Regions from separate parts of the Macaca mulatta genome. Here region 2 is linked to region 1. Evidence: chromatin contacts called from public Hi-C data. All regions are on one chromosome and are shown on one strand. The core of a region is the stretch at or near the end of the contact, and the rest is flanking DNA. Distances in the headings are between cores, read along the strand shown.

What was found. A called contact is a pair of places that touch in the nucleus more often than the background predicts.
Region 2: a Hi-C map of blood shows a contact between it and region 1, with 2.0 times the contacts expected there. The contact joins the promoter of SUSD1 here to the promoter of PTBP3 in region 1. A contact is called at or near these places in 2 of 14 Hi-C or Micro-C datasets (CD4 T cells and blood).

Annotation. Positions count from the first base shown.
Region 1 is chr15:45,976,874-45,983,047 of T2T-MMU8v2.0, forward strand. It overlaps PTBP3 (polypyrimidine tract binding protein 3), which reads left to right and starts at 2,738. Exons shown (of 14, transcript XM_077968333.1): 1 at 2,738-2,887; 2 at 5,855-5,888.
Region 2 is chr15:46,135,891-46,142,064 of T2T-MMU8v2.0, forward strand. SUSD1 (sushi domain containing 1) reads left to right here and starts at 3,479. Exons shown (of 14, transcript XM_077968340.1): 1 at 3,479-3,907. The coding sequence starts at 3,805.

The DNA of each region.
Region 1 (6,174 bases), core at 1,488-3,987:
AAGGATAAAAAGGCTTATATCCTTTGTTTCTCAATTCTACTTCTAGGGATCTATTCCTCAGATGTAATAATACGCGTGCAAAGATATTCATACATTCATGATATTTTCTGCAATAGTGTTATTTTGAATACTTGGAAACAATGTAATTTCCACTGTTTTGGAAAAGGTTAAATTATGAAATGAAATTATGAGGCTGGCCATAGTGGTTCACGTCTGTAATCCCAGAACTTTGGGAGGCCGAGGTGGGTGGATCATTTGAGGTCAGGAATTCAAGACCAGCCTGGCCAACATGGTGAAACCCCGTCTCTACTAAAAATACAAAAATTAGCCAGGCAGGGTGGCAGGCGCCTGTAATCCTAGCTACTCCAGAGGTTGAGGCAGGGGAATCGCTTGAGCCTGGGAGGTGGAGGTTGCAGTGAGCTGAGATTGCGCCACTGCACTCCAGCCTGGAGTCTCCCTTTGTCACACAGGATGGAGTGCAGTGGCACGATCTCGGCTTACTGCAACCTCCACTTACTGGGTTCAAGAGATTCCCGTGTCTCGGTCGCCCGAGTAGCTGGGATTACAGGCGTGCGCCACCAAGCCGGACTAATTTTCCTATTTTTAGTAGAGACGGGGGTTTCACCATGTTAGCCAGGCTGGCTTTGAACTCCTGACCTTAAATGATCTGCCCGCCTTGGCCTCCCAAAGTGCTGGGATTACAGGCATGAGCCACCACGCCCGGCCATAATCCAGGATTTTTAGGTGAAAAAAAAAAAAAGAAAAAGAAAAAGAAAAAAAAGAAAAATGGTAAAGGTTGCCCGGCGCGGTGGCTCACGCCTGTAATTCCAGCACTTTGGGAGGCCGAGGTGGGTGGATCACGAGGTCAGGAGTTCGAGACCAGCCTGACCAACATGGTGAAATCCCGTCTCTACTAAAAACACAAAAACTAGCCGGGCGTGGTGGCGGGCGCCTGTAATCCCAGCTACTCAGGAGGCTGAGGCAGGAGAATCACTTGACCCGGGAGGTGGAGGTTGCAGTGAGCCCAGACTGTGCCACTGTACTCCAGCCTGGGAGACAGAGCAAGACTCCGTCTCAAAAAAAAAAAAAAAAAAGGTAAAGGTCTCGAAGGATGCACGCAAAATTTTTACAGTGGTAGACATGGGCGGGGGTGGTTTGGGAAGAAAAATATAATTAATAACTTTTCAATATTTTATATCATTTGAATTTTCCAAAATGAGCATTTATGCTGATATTACTTGTGTAGCTAAAAAAAAAGTTAAGGAAATTTCATCAACAGAATATATCCCAAATACAGCGATAGAAAGACTGCATCAGCTACTTATCTTGTTGATTCTACATTTCCATCTGGCAATGTTTACAAATGCAACTTAATATTTAGATTTAATATACAAAACAAAATATATTTGACATTTTGGAAGAGGGACTGAGGTTAGATACAGTACTTTAAGAATGACCTCACCGAATCACTCTACCTATGTGAAAAGTTTTATGCCAAAAACATACATAAACTGACTGAGGAATCCATTCAACAGTGACGGCTGGAACCTGATTTTCTTTTGTATCCATGCAGTGCCCGGCACATAGTAGGTTAATACTGACTGAATGATGAATGAGTCCACAGTTTAGATCTTTTTAGTAGCACCTACTGATCTGAAAGCAGGAAATTAGCAAGGATAGATGTTTGAAGTTCTTGTTAGTTGCTTTTCAAATGACGAAGCCACGGGGAGGAGCCCCGCTCTTTTTTACTCAGGAGGTTAAGACTTTTGCTTAACAGTTTAGTGGGTTACGTTTTGGTGATCTTTGAGTTGAAAAAGTATTCTATTTCACACTAAAAAGGGAAAAAAGCAAGCGTGTTGTCACTCGTTGTATTATATATATACTTTTTGCTCAGACCAGAGGAGAGGGCTCTCTGATGCAAACGTTTCCTGGTTGTGAAACTGTGAGCAAATCACTCTCTTTATATCCATATTTTCATCTGAAAAAAGCGAATAATGAGTAAACTTTTTTAAAATGCTAGAAATATAGCCATTCCATGTTTCTACAATGAATTTTTCATGTACATTCAATACTAGACGGTCAGGTCGAAATGCACTCAGATACTTAGAGTGTATACAAATTCCAGTCCGGGCGGCCTCTTTCACCTCATTCATCGCCCCAGCCACACCTATGGGGCTGCTGCCGGTACCAGCGGTCGACTCCAGCGCGAAGCGGCCAGAGGCTGGCCCCTGGACGTGCCATCTACAGCCTTGCGCACGCGGGGCAATTCTACCTCGTTTCTGGGGTCCTCGCGGGACATTCCTGCCTACTCTTGGGAGTCGGGTCCCCAAGGCTTTTCCCGCCGGCAGAGGGAGGCATTCAAACCCGGCAGCCCGGGTCTGCGAAGCCGGAAGGCCCGCGGGGCCGCGAGAGGGCGGGTGGGGCGCGCGGCGGAGCGGGAAGCACAAGGCGCGCGCTCCCGCGAACGCAGGAGGGAGGCTGGGGGCGCGCGCGCGCGCCGGGATGAGGGGCCGAGAGGCGGGGTCTTACAGCGACCGCTGGAAGAGGGCGCCCCAGAGCCGAGCCGGAGGCCGGCTGCGAGCCGGGCGAGGGTGGGCGCGAGCGCAGGGGCGGGCCCCGAGGGAGGGCGGGGACGCTGAGGGGGCGGGGGCGGGCCAGACGGGGACGCGCTCGCGGGGTGGGGAAGGCGGGGGCGCGGCGGTGGCGGGAGCGTGCCCGGTCCCCGCCCCTGTTTCCCACTCTCCTTCCACCTCGGACCGGCCGGGGCTCCGCAGAGGCGACGCTCGCTTGTCCCCGGAACCGCCCTGCTGCCGCCGCCTGCTTCCTCCGCTTGCGGTTAGCCCGTCAGTCCCTGCTCTGTGCGCGCCTCCGTCTGGGCCATGGATGGGTAAGTGCTAGGCGGCGTGGCGGCCGCACCGGGTTGCTCTGGCGCCGCTTCCACCCGGCTCTCGGCGGGACGCGCAAGGGCTGGGAAGCCGTGCGCGGCGCCGGCGGCCGGAGGAGCGGCCCCGGCCAAGCCCGACGGTGGGGCTTCCGGGCGTCTCTGTGGGGATCCCGGAATCGCCGAGGCGCGGTCCGCCGCAGCCTCTCTTTTCCCCACGCGGTGCCCGGGACACGTCCGCTCCTTCCCAGCCTTACTCGACACACCCGGGAGCGGAAGAAAGCCCGGTCCGGCCGCGGTGCCGAGGTCCGCCTTCCGCGCCCCGAGTCCGGGGAGCCCAGCTCGGCCTCCCGACACTTCCTCTCAGAAAATGGTGCGCGGCGCTGGGGGAGGCGGAGGCGGCGCGCGGGGCGGGCGTCCTCCTGCCGGGGGAGTTGCTGTTTACCGGCGAGGTGGGGCGAGCGGCCGACGGCGGGTGCAGGCGTCGGTACCCGTCTGGGCGGCGACCTGGTCTCAAGCCGCGGTCCCACGCGGGGTCCCCGGGCCGCCGCGGGACTTGGCCGAGGTCTCCCGACTTGTGCTGTGAGATACGTTAACGTTTTCTCGACATCAGGGATCTGGACTTAGTGACCGTGGACGCTTCCCCCTCACCATTCTCTCTCCCCAAGAAACTTAATGAATTCTCTGCCCGCGTATGTAAAATATGATGTACGAGCGATTTTCGGGGGCCTTTCAAATGCTCAAAAATTTAATGGGGGTCCGTGACCAAAATAAAAAGATTTAGAGTCTATGTATATGAACGGTGCTCTGGGGACTCAGGGATATGGGGTGGGACTTGACATATTTTGGTAATTAAAGTAACAACTATGTTAGGATCTTGGTGAATTAATTGAAGGTTGTAGTGTCTGTACCTACAGATTAAAAAAAAAATCTCCAACTCGGTTTATTCCCTTTATGTATTTGAGGTTTTGTTTGGCTTGTTACCTACTTTCGATGACAAGATTTCTGTAAGGTTGTGGAATATATGCAACTTGCTAGAACAGTAAAAGTCGTTCACATGTTGCCATATAGTTGATAATTGTTATGCTATTTGAAGAAGATGAAATCTTCCAACAGGTTTTGACCTCATTAGATTTCATTTATTTTACTTTCACAATATTAAGTGTATATGACATTTCGGATTGATTCATTTGAATACAGATTGCACACTGCTCCAGATATCGAAGTGGAATTTTAGATTTTATTCATGATTGGGATGTTCTTTATTTTTATTTAATTGAAGCTTTAAAAATTTTCTTAAAATTATAACTTTTGGGTCCACAGTAGGTGTGTATATTTTGGGGGGAATTGAAGCTGTTTTTATTGTTTGAAGTTTCTTCGAGAATATTGTTGAAAACTTATTTCACATTGCCTTATTCAGTTAGATTTTATATGTTGAAACATTTTGTGGTCGTAAAGATTTGTGTCGTACTAATATTTTGGTTCAGGCAGGCTGTGAAATTAGCATTTCATTATGTGTAGTTAATTGTCTGGAGGGTTTGACTTAAATATGGATGCAGGCTATTCTTTTGTGTCATAAAATTTATAGTTTTAATAAAGAGGACTCTTGAATTTTGCGTCTTTGCTGTTAAACTCTAAGATAACTGTGAAGTGCAAACTTACTTTTTGATAGTGTTTAAGAAGTTAACTCTCCCTTCACCCTATTTGTGGTTTTAGAGGTAGTATTGGGTTTATTGGTTTCAATATGCAAGGCAGTTATACAGATACTGACTGGAAGGTAAGTTCATTTGGAAGTTCAGGTCGGAGCATAAGTTGCCCTTTGCATCAGAACCAATAATCGTAGTGTTAAACAATCTTATTTTTTATGCAGCAAGGGTCCAGTTACTTTTCACATTTAAATTTTAGACAAATGAATTTCAAGTTTCAGAAGTTACAAGGAAAAATAAAAAATCCACGTGGTATTTTTAAAACACTTTTTACATCATCTAGAGTCATTTGTTAACTTTTATGAGGTAATGATGACATAGGTTATTAACAATATGTAGAATGTATTTGTAGCTTTCTTCTAGGAGATAAGAAAGAAACATCAATCGAAGACAGTTTCTTGGGGCTTAGAAAAGAAGAGTTTTTGTATGGCAGGACTTTAAAGGGGATTTTCACACCCTGGTCTTAAGGGATGTGGTTTAAGAATACAGTGCATTTTTGCCTTCAGGAGACTAATTAAATTTCTACATTTTCCAACAGCCTGAAAAAGATCCTTCTTCCTTTTTTGGATAGTTAAAAAACAAACCACAAGCCACCAGTCAACATATCTTTCTAGTTCCTCCTCAAATCCCAACTGTCTCTTGTGTGTGTGTATGTGTTCATTTCCTCCTGAGAGATAATTTATACTTAAACATAGTTTTGACGTGATAGAATATTTTTAAAAAGCAAATCTTTGAAAATTTTGATGTCTGAAATGTGATGTTTGTATTTATTTTAGTTCTGAGAGACTGTCTTAACTATATTTTGGTGAGCAATTTTGGGTGGTAAATGCAGATTTGCAAGATGCCTTCTATTTCTGTAAAATCCAAGCACTGGTTTTGTTTCATTTAAAACCTCAGACACGATTATTCATGCCAGTGACTTAAAAGAACAAACTCCGGTGATTTTAAGTTTTGGTTTGGCTTCGTTAAATGAGGGTAAATGGATAAACACTCATTTTTATTGAAGTACGACTATACTTTCCTAAATACTAAAAGATAACTTAGGATTTGTTTCTTGCATTGGTAGTAAGGATTTGCTTTTACACTCTGCTGTTGCTAGACTGTCTCATCATTTTTCTTTGTGTTAATATTTCACAACTCATCCCATTCTTATTTTTATTATTTATTATTATAATGCTTTTTCCCCCTTATTCTTACTATCTCTGTCTTTTAAAAACTTGTTCTCTAACTTTGTTTTCCATTTTCTCTTTTTACTTTTTCCATACAGTGTTGTTACAGATCTTATAACAGTCGGTTTAAAGGTAGGAATCTTTTACTATCCTTTCATACGCATTTTTATATCTTTTGGCATATTTTCAATCTCACCTGTTCATAAAATTATCTGCTTTATTGTGTAATAGTCTTTCATTTTTACTTAGCTTCAAAATAAGTAGACCTGAGGTAATTTTGGATTTTACGTATTTATAAGGAGGAACTATAGTATTATGTATAGCAGTTAAATGTAGCCTAGGCTTAGGCTGGGTGCAGTGGCTCACACCCGTAATCCCATCAGTTTGGGAGGCTGAGGTGGGCGGATTGCTTGAGCCC
Region 2 (6,174 bases), core at 2,229-4,728, 160 kb after region 1:
AGGTTGATCGTGCCATTGGACTCCAGCCTGCGCAACAAGAGTGAGACTCTGTCTCAAAAATAAACGACAAACAAAAATTTTTAAGTGTACAGTTCAGTGTTAGATCCATTCACATTGTTGTGCAATCATCACCACTATCCATCCACAGAACGCTTTTCATCTTGCAAAACTGAAAGTTGATACCCACTAAACACTAAGTCCTAGCCAGGCATGGTGGCTCACAACAGCAATCCCAGAACTTCGGGACGCTGAAGCAGGAGGATCCCTTGCGGCCAATAGTTCAAGACTAGCCTGGGCAACACAGCAAGACCCTGTCTCTGCATTTTTTTTTTTTTAATTAGATGGGCATAATGGCATGTGCTTGTAGTCCCAGCTACTTGGGAGGCTGAGGTGGAGGGATCGCTTGAGCTTGGGAGGTCAAGGCTGCAGTGAGCCATGATTGCACCACTGCACTCCACCCTGGGTGACAGAGTGAGATCCTCCTGTATTAAAGAAAGAAGAAGAATGAGGAGGAAATGGAGGAGAGGAGGAAGGAGAAGAAGAAAGCTTCTTTCGAGCTCTTTTTAAGAAAATGCTGGTATATTAACCATGCTCTCTTAAAAGAACATTTTTCTTAAGTCAAATACTTTGTCAGCAATAATCCCACTGTTCCTACAAATTTAACAATGGTTAAAATATTCTGTTTTAATTCTTGTGACAAATACTGTTGGATGAGGAGATAATTTTTCATTATGTGATCCAATGAACTCACCATTGAGTAAGAAGTATTTTTTAAACCAAAAATATATATTTGATATGTAAAAATCAGCCAATGAAAAGAAAAGATGAAAGTCATACAATCTAATGTGGAATATAGAGTAAGATGGATTGTACTGAAATGTAATTTTCAAAAAATTGAAAACATGACTTAGGCAACTATAAGATGAAAACCTATATAAGATTCTATTCAAGTAATTGATTAATGGAGGACTCAGTAAGTTGTTGACCTCAAAGGAAAATTAGTAAGATGTTAAGGTTCAAAGGAAAATCTGACATCAGGAATGATGACATGAATTTGCTAATAGGTGCCAAACTGGTTAACTAGTTAATATCATATAGGACAAAATGAAATTAGTGGGTTTAACTTATTTATTTTCTGGCAGAAAGGACTGATCACTTATATTTCTCCTGGAAAATATTCATTTTCACTGCTATGGACATAAATCTTTTGCATTATCATCAGTTTTCTGCAAGTTAATTTCTAGCCCTCTAGTGCTGCAAAATAGCCTAGTCAACAGGAAGTCCAGCGAAGGTGCACCCAGCGCCCCACTGAAAGGATACCCAGTAATCTCTTTTGCCCATTTCCAAGTTTTGGACAATTTTTCCTGACATTATCAATAAAAAATGTATGTGTATACATATATATTTAAATTTATTTATTTTGCAAGGGGCCACAGTGGGGATGAAGTGGTATAGGTTGGTTAAAAATCTTAAGTGAATGGTGTATTTGTTGAAACAATCACATGATTTCTAAGTTCCAAGTTTACGGAGAGCTGAACTTTAAAAATGTGTCTAAATAATAGAGACACACCACACCATCAACTGCTCCCCAAACAGGCGCCTGTCTTTGTTGATCAAAAATAATTTTCAAGAAAACCTGCTAAGAAAAGCACTTGTGAGGCCAGATGCAGTGGCGCACTCCTGTAATCCCAGCACTTTGGGAGACCCAAGTGGGAGGATTGCTTGAGCCAAGGAGTTGGAGACCAGCATGGGTAACATAGCCAGATCCTGTCACTACAAAAAAAAAAAAATTTTTTTTTAAATGAGCTGGGCATGATGCTGCACCCCTGTAGTCCCAGCTACTGGGGAGGTTGAGGCTGGAGGACTGCCTGAGCCCAGGAGGTTGAGGCTGTGGTGAGCTGTGCACTCCAGCCTGGGCAACAGAACCAACCCCTGTCTCCCCAAGAGGAAAAAAAAGCCTAGGAAGATGAGTTTTTTTCTTTGTTGTTTTTGTTTGTTTGTTTGTTTGTTTTAACAGAGGAGGGTCTCACTCTATTGCCCACATGGGCCTTGAATTCCTGGGCTCAAGCAATTCTCCTGCCCTTCAGCCTCTTTAGTAGCTGGGACTACAGGCACGCCACACTTCACCCAGCTTGAAGTTGATTTTTAACTACTATGACTCCACCACTCTAGCCCTTGTATGGGTGTGTTTGAAAGTGGTTAGATTTAGGGCAGGCTCATGGCAGAGAGTAAGCAAGTGAGGATATGGGGGGAAGTAGTGGGGTGCCTGCTCTCGGATGCTCTCCCACAGACATCACAAGCTCAAAGCCTTCAAACCGGATCTTATTTATTTCCTCCTCTCTCATTAGTCACAAAACCCAGTGGATTCCATTCTTACACACTGATGTCTTCACACTCATTTGTCAATGCCCAGCTGTAGGATCGATCGATCGATCGATCGATCTATCTATCTATCTATCTATCTATCTATCTATCTATCTATCTATCTAGAGTCTCACTCTGTCGCCCAGTCTGGAGTGCAGTGGTGCGAGCTCGGCTCATTTCAACCTCTGCCTCTTGGGTTCAAGTGATTCTCCCACCTCAGCTTCCCCAGCAGCTGGGATTACAGGTGCCTGCCACCACGCTCACCTAATTTTTTTCTTTTCTTTTTTTTTGTTTTCAGTAGAGACAGGGTTTCACCAAGTTGGCCAGGCTGGTCTCGAGCTCCTGACTTCAAGTGATCCACCCGCCTCGACCTCCCAAAGTGTTGGGATTACAGGTGTGAGCCACCGCCCCGGGCCAGGACATGTCTTCTATTGCCTGATTCCTGCAGCAGCTCCGGGCTGGACTCTGCCTTCCACATCCCAATCCCAACCCCAATCCTAATGCCATGGAACAGCCAGATATGTGTCAATGATGAAGTCATTCCCTGCTTAAAACTGTGACAGCTTCCCAGCGACCTCCTTCACTTGGGTTAGGAGGGCTAACTTCCCTCTGCAGCTCAACGCCTGTCTCCAACCCTCTGCTCCCACTCTAGGTCCCCATTCCCCATTTCTACAACAAACTCTCGCTTAGATTCCTCCCCAACGTCCTTCTCATCTTTGGGTCTTGGTTTACTCCCTCCCTGGGGGTGGAATACGGCTGTGATGGAGGGAGGGGCTGGCATCAGCGCGACCCAGCGCGACCCAGTGGGACCCAAGCTCCTCGGAGCAGCGGGGACTGATGCCAGTCCCTCCCTCCATCACAGTCCTCCTCTCTCTCACACCAGGTGATCAGGTGTCACCTGGTCAAGTGTGTCGCCCCTGGGTGGCCTGGGCCTGGGTCTTCCGACCTCTCACCTGGGCCTTGCGCTGCGGTCACCTCATCTAGCTCTCTTTCACGTCCTCGAAGATTTCTGCCCTTTGTTCCCCTCACCCGTCTCCCCGGGGGTGCCTCCCTGAGCCCCGGAGTGGCTTGGATTCCCCGAGACACTTCCTCCCCAGCACTCTCCGGGGCTCTGCCTCCAGCTGTGTCATTATCCGATGAGTGTCTTTCCACCTTTGCGAATGTGAGCGGCCAGAGGGCCTGGCACGCAGCAGGTGCGCTAAGTAGTGAACGCGCGGAGCCAGAGACCGACACGGAACGGGCGTGTCCAGCGCTCAGACCCTGCCAGGAGGAAGGACCCGCGCCCTGCGGCCTCCCCGGGACCCCGCAGCGCCCCCCGCTTCCCCCTGCGGAGCCGGAAGCCGCCGGCTGGTCCCCTCCCCGCGGCGCCTGCAGCCTTATCTCTGCGCCCCGAGGGCCCCGGGAGGAGCCGCGGGCGCACCGGGAGGGACGGGCGGCGGCATGGGCCGGGGGCCCCGGGGTGCAGGCCCGCCTCGCCGCCTGCTGCCGCTGTTGCTGCTGCTCGGCCTGGCCCGCGGCGCCGCGGGAGCGCCGGGCGCCGACGGTGAGTGTGGGCGGGGACGGACACGGGCGGCCCCAGCTGGGCCTCGAGGACTCTGGGCGCACGGACGCTTCCCTGCCCCTGGGCCGGGCCGGCGCGGTGCCGAGGCGTGGGGCGCAGGTGGGACCCGCGCCGGCCGTTGGAGATCGGCAAGGAGGAGCTCAGAGAAGAGAGGAGCTCCCCGCCGGGCTTCCCTGCCCCCGCCCGACCCCGCGTCACCGGGGGACGCCGGTTTTGAGGCGGCCTGGCCGGGTCCCCAGGGACCTCTGCTGCCCAGGAGGCGGGGGTGGGGGCTGGGCGCGAGCGCGGACGCGGGCAGGGCGGCGCCCGGGGGAGGGCGGGAGGCCAGGGCGTTCTGCGGCGATGTCACGCTTCCGGCTCTGCGGTGGCTTTTGCTTGACACATTTGTGACCCGAAGCAATTTTCTTTCCACTTTTAATTTTTTCACTTTGTTAGAGAGCCAAGTGCTAAATATGGTGAGAAGGAAGCGTAAGGAAGAGTACAGGAATGAAGTCATTAATTCACTCATTCATTCAACAGATGGCCCTTGAACAGCTTCCCTGTGTGCAATGAGGGCGGGCAGCGAGGGCCCTCGTGGAGCTCACTGTCTGGAGGATTTAGACCAGCAAATGTTCTATTTCCAAGCGATCGAGGGAGTTGTTTTTCCTCCTCTGCAAAATGCAATGTTGAGCGGAGTAGGAATTACACAGAGGATTCAGACACGCAGGGGAGGTGACATTCTTCCACATAACTGTACTACAAGGCAGAATGGCATGAGTGTTCTGAGAAGGTGTGGGTGGTGAGGGCAGGGAAAGGGAAACCGGTGGTGACCCTTGAGCTGGGCCATCAATGATTGGTCATATTTGGATATGGGAAAATGTGGAAAAGGTATCCCAGCTCATAGCAGCAGGCACTGCCACCTCTCCACAAATGTGTGTAGAATGAATGAATTCCCTCAGAATTCTGGCTCGGGGGAGAAGGGAAAGAAGCAAGGAGAGGCACCAAAGGTAGAGGGCGAAGTGCCTTGACTGGCAGACCTAGGCCTTTGGACTTAGCTGTGCCTGGAAGCCACTGGAAGCTGTTTCAGGGAGTGACATGAAAAGTGAGTGTAGCCAGTTCTAGGTGCTTCCGGAGCCGCAGGTTAAGGTGCGGACATGGCCAAATCCAAGCACAACACCACACACAACCAGTCCCGAAAATGGCACAGAAAATGGCATCAAGAAACTCCAATCACAAAGATACGAATCTCTCAATCGAATGGACCCCAAGTTCCTGACAAACATGTGCTTTGCCAAGAAGCACAACAAGAAGGGCCTAAAGAATATGCAGGGCGACAATGCCAAGGCCATAAGCACACGTGCTGAGGCCTTGCCCTCATAAACCCCAAGGAGGTTAAGCCCAAGATTCCAAAGGGTGTCAGCTCTTGCCTACATTGCCTGCTCCAAGCTTGGGAAACGTGCTCGTGCCCTCATTGCCAAGGGGCTCAGGCTGTGCCGGCCAAAGACCAAGGCCAAGGATCAAACCAAGGCCCAGGCTGCAGCTCCAGCTTCAGTTCCAGCTCAGGCTCCCAAAGGAGCCCAGGCTTCTACAAAGTCTTCAGAGTAGAGATCTCTGTTTGCCAACATGAGGATAGAAAGGTTGTCCTCCTTGGACTGCTATCTGCATGGGGCTGATGTTCTCCTTTGCTACTTGTATAAATAAACTTGAGGCAGGGGGGGAATAAAGGGTCTAAGGAACCCCCCATCTTCCTTACTAAAACCAAACACTGATCCTGAAATGGAAGGAAACTTCCATGTGATGAGATACATGGGGTCTTGTCGTTGAGATTCCTGCCTGCCACCCCCACCCCCATTCTCTTTGCCTTGGGACTTTTACCATGCCTGGTGGGTATTACAATGGCTCGATCTTCTGAAGTGGCCATTTTTGTAATATTAGGTGCCCTGGTTAAGATTCCTTCCTTGGCTCTATCTCCCAGGACAGTGCGCATAGGACTTGCAGATGCTTGGCGTCTATTTCAGGATCTCTCTAAGGTAGGAAACTGTCCACTGTGGTCCCATTGAATTGTTAGGCTAACATGGCTGAACACAGCTAGTAGCTACCTAAGGTCAACTGTAACTAAAGGTTTTGGGGTGAATTTGAGGAAACAGAAGTCAAGGCTTCCTGGTTGAGCCTGCTCTCCATATGTAGACATTCTCCCTTCATGTTCAACCTTGGAGAACCTGGTTTTATGAAGGGCAGGTTTCCTGATAGTGGACAATGTAGGGAAAGAC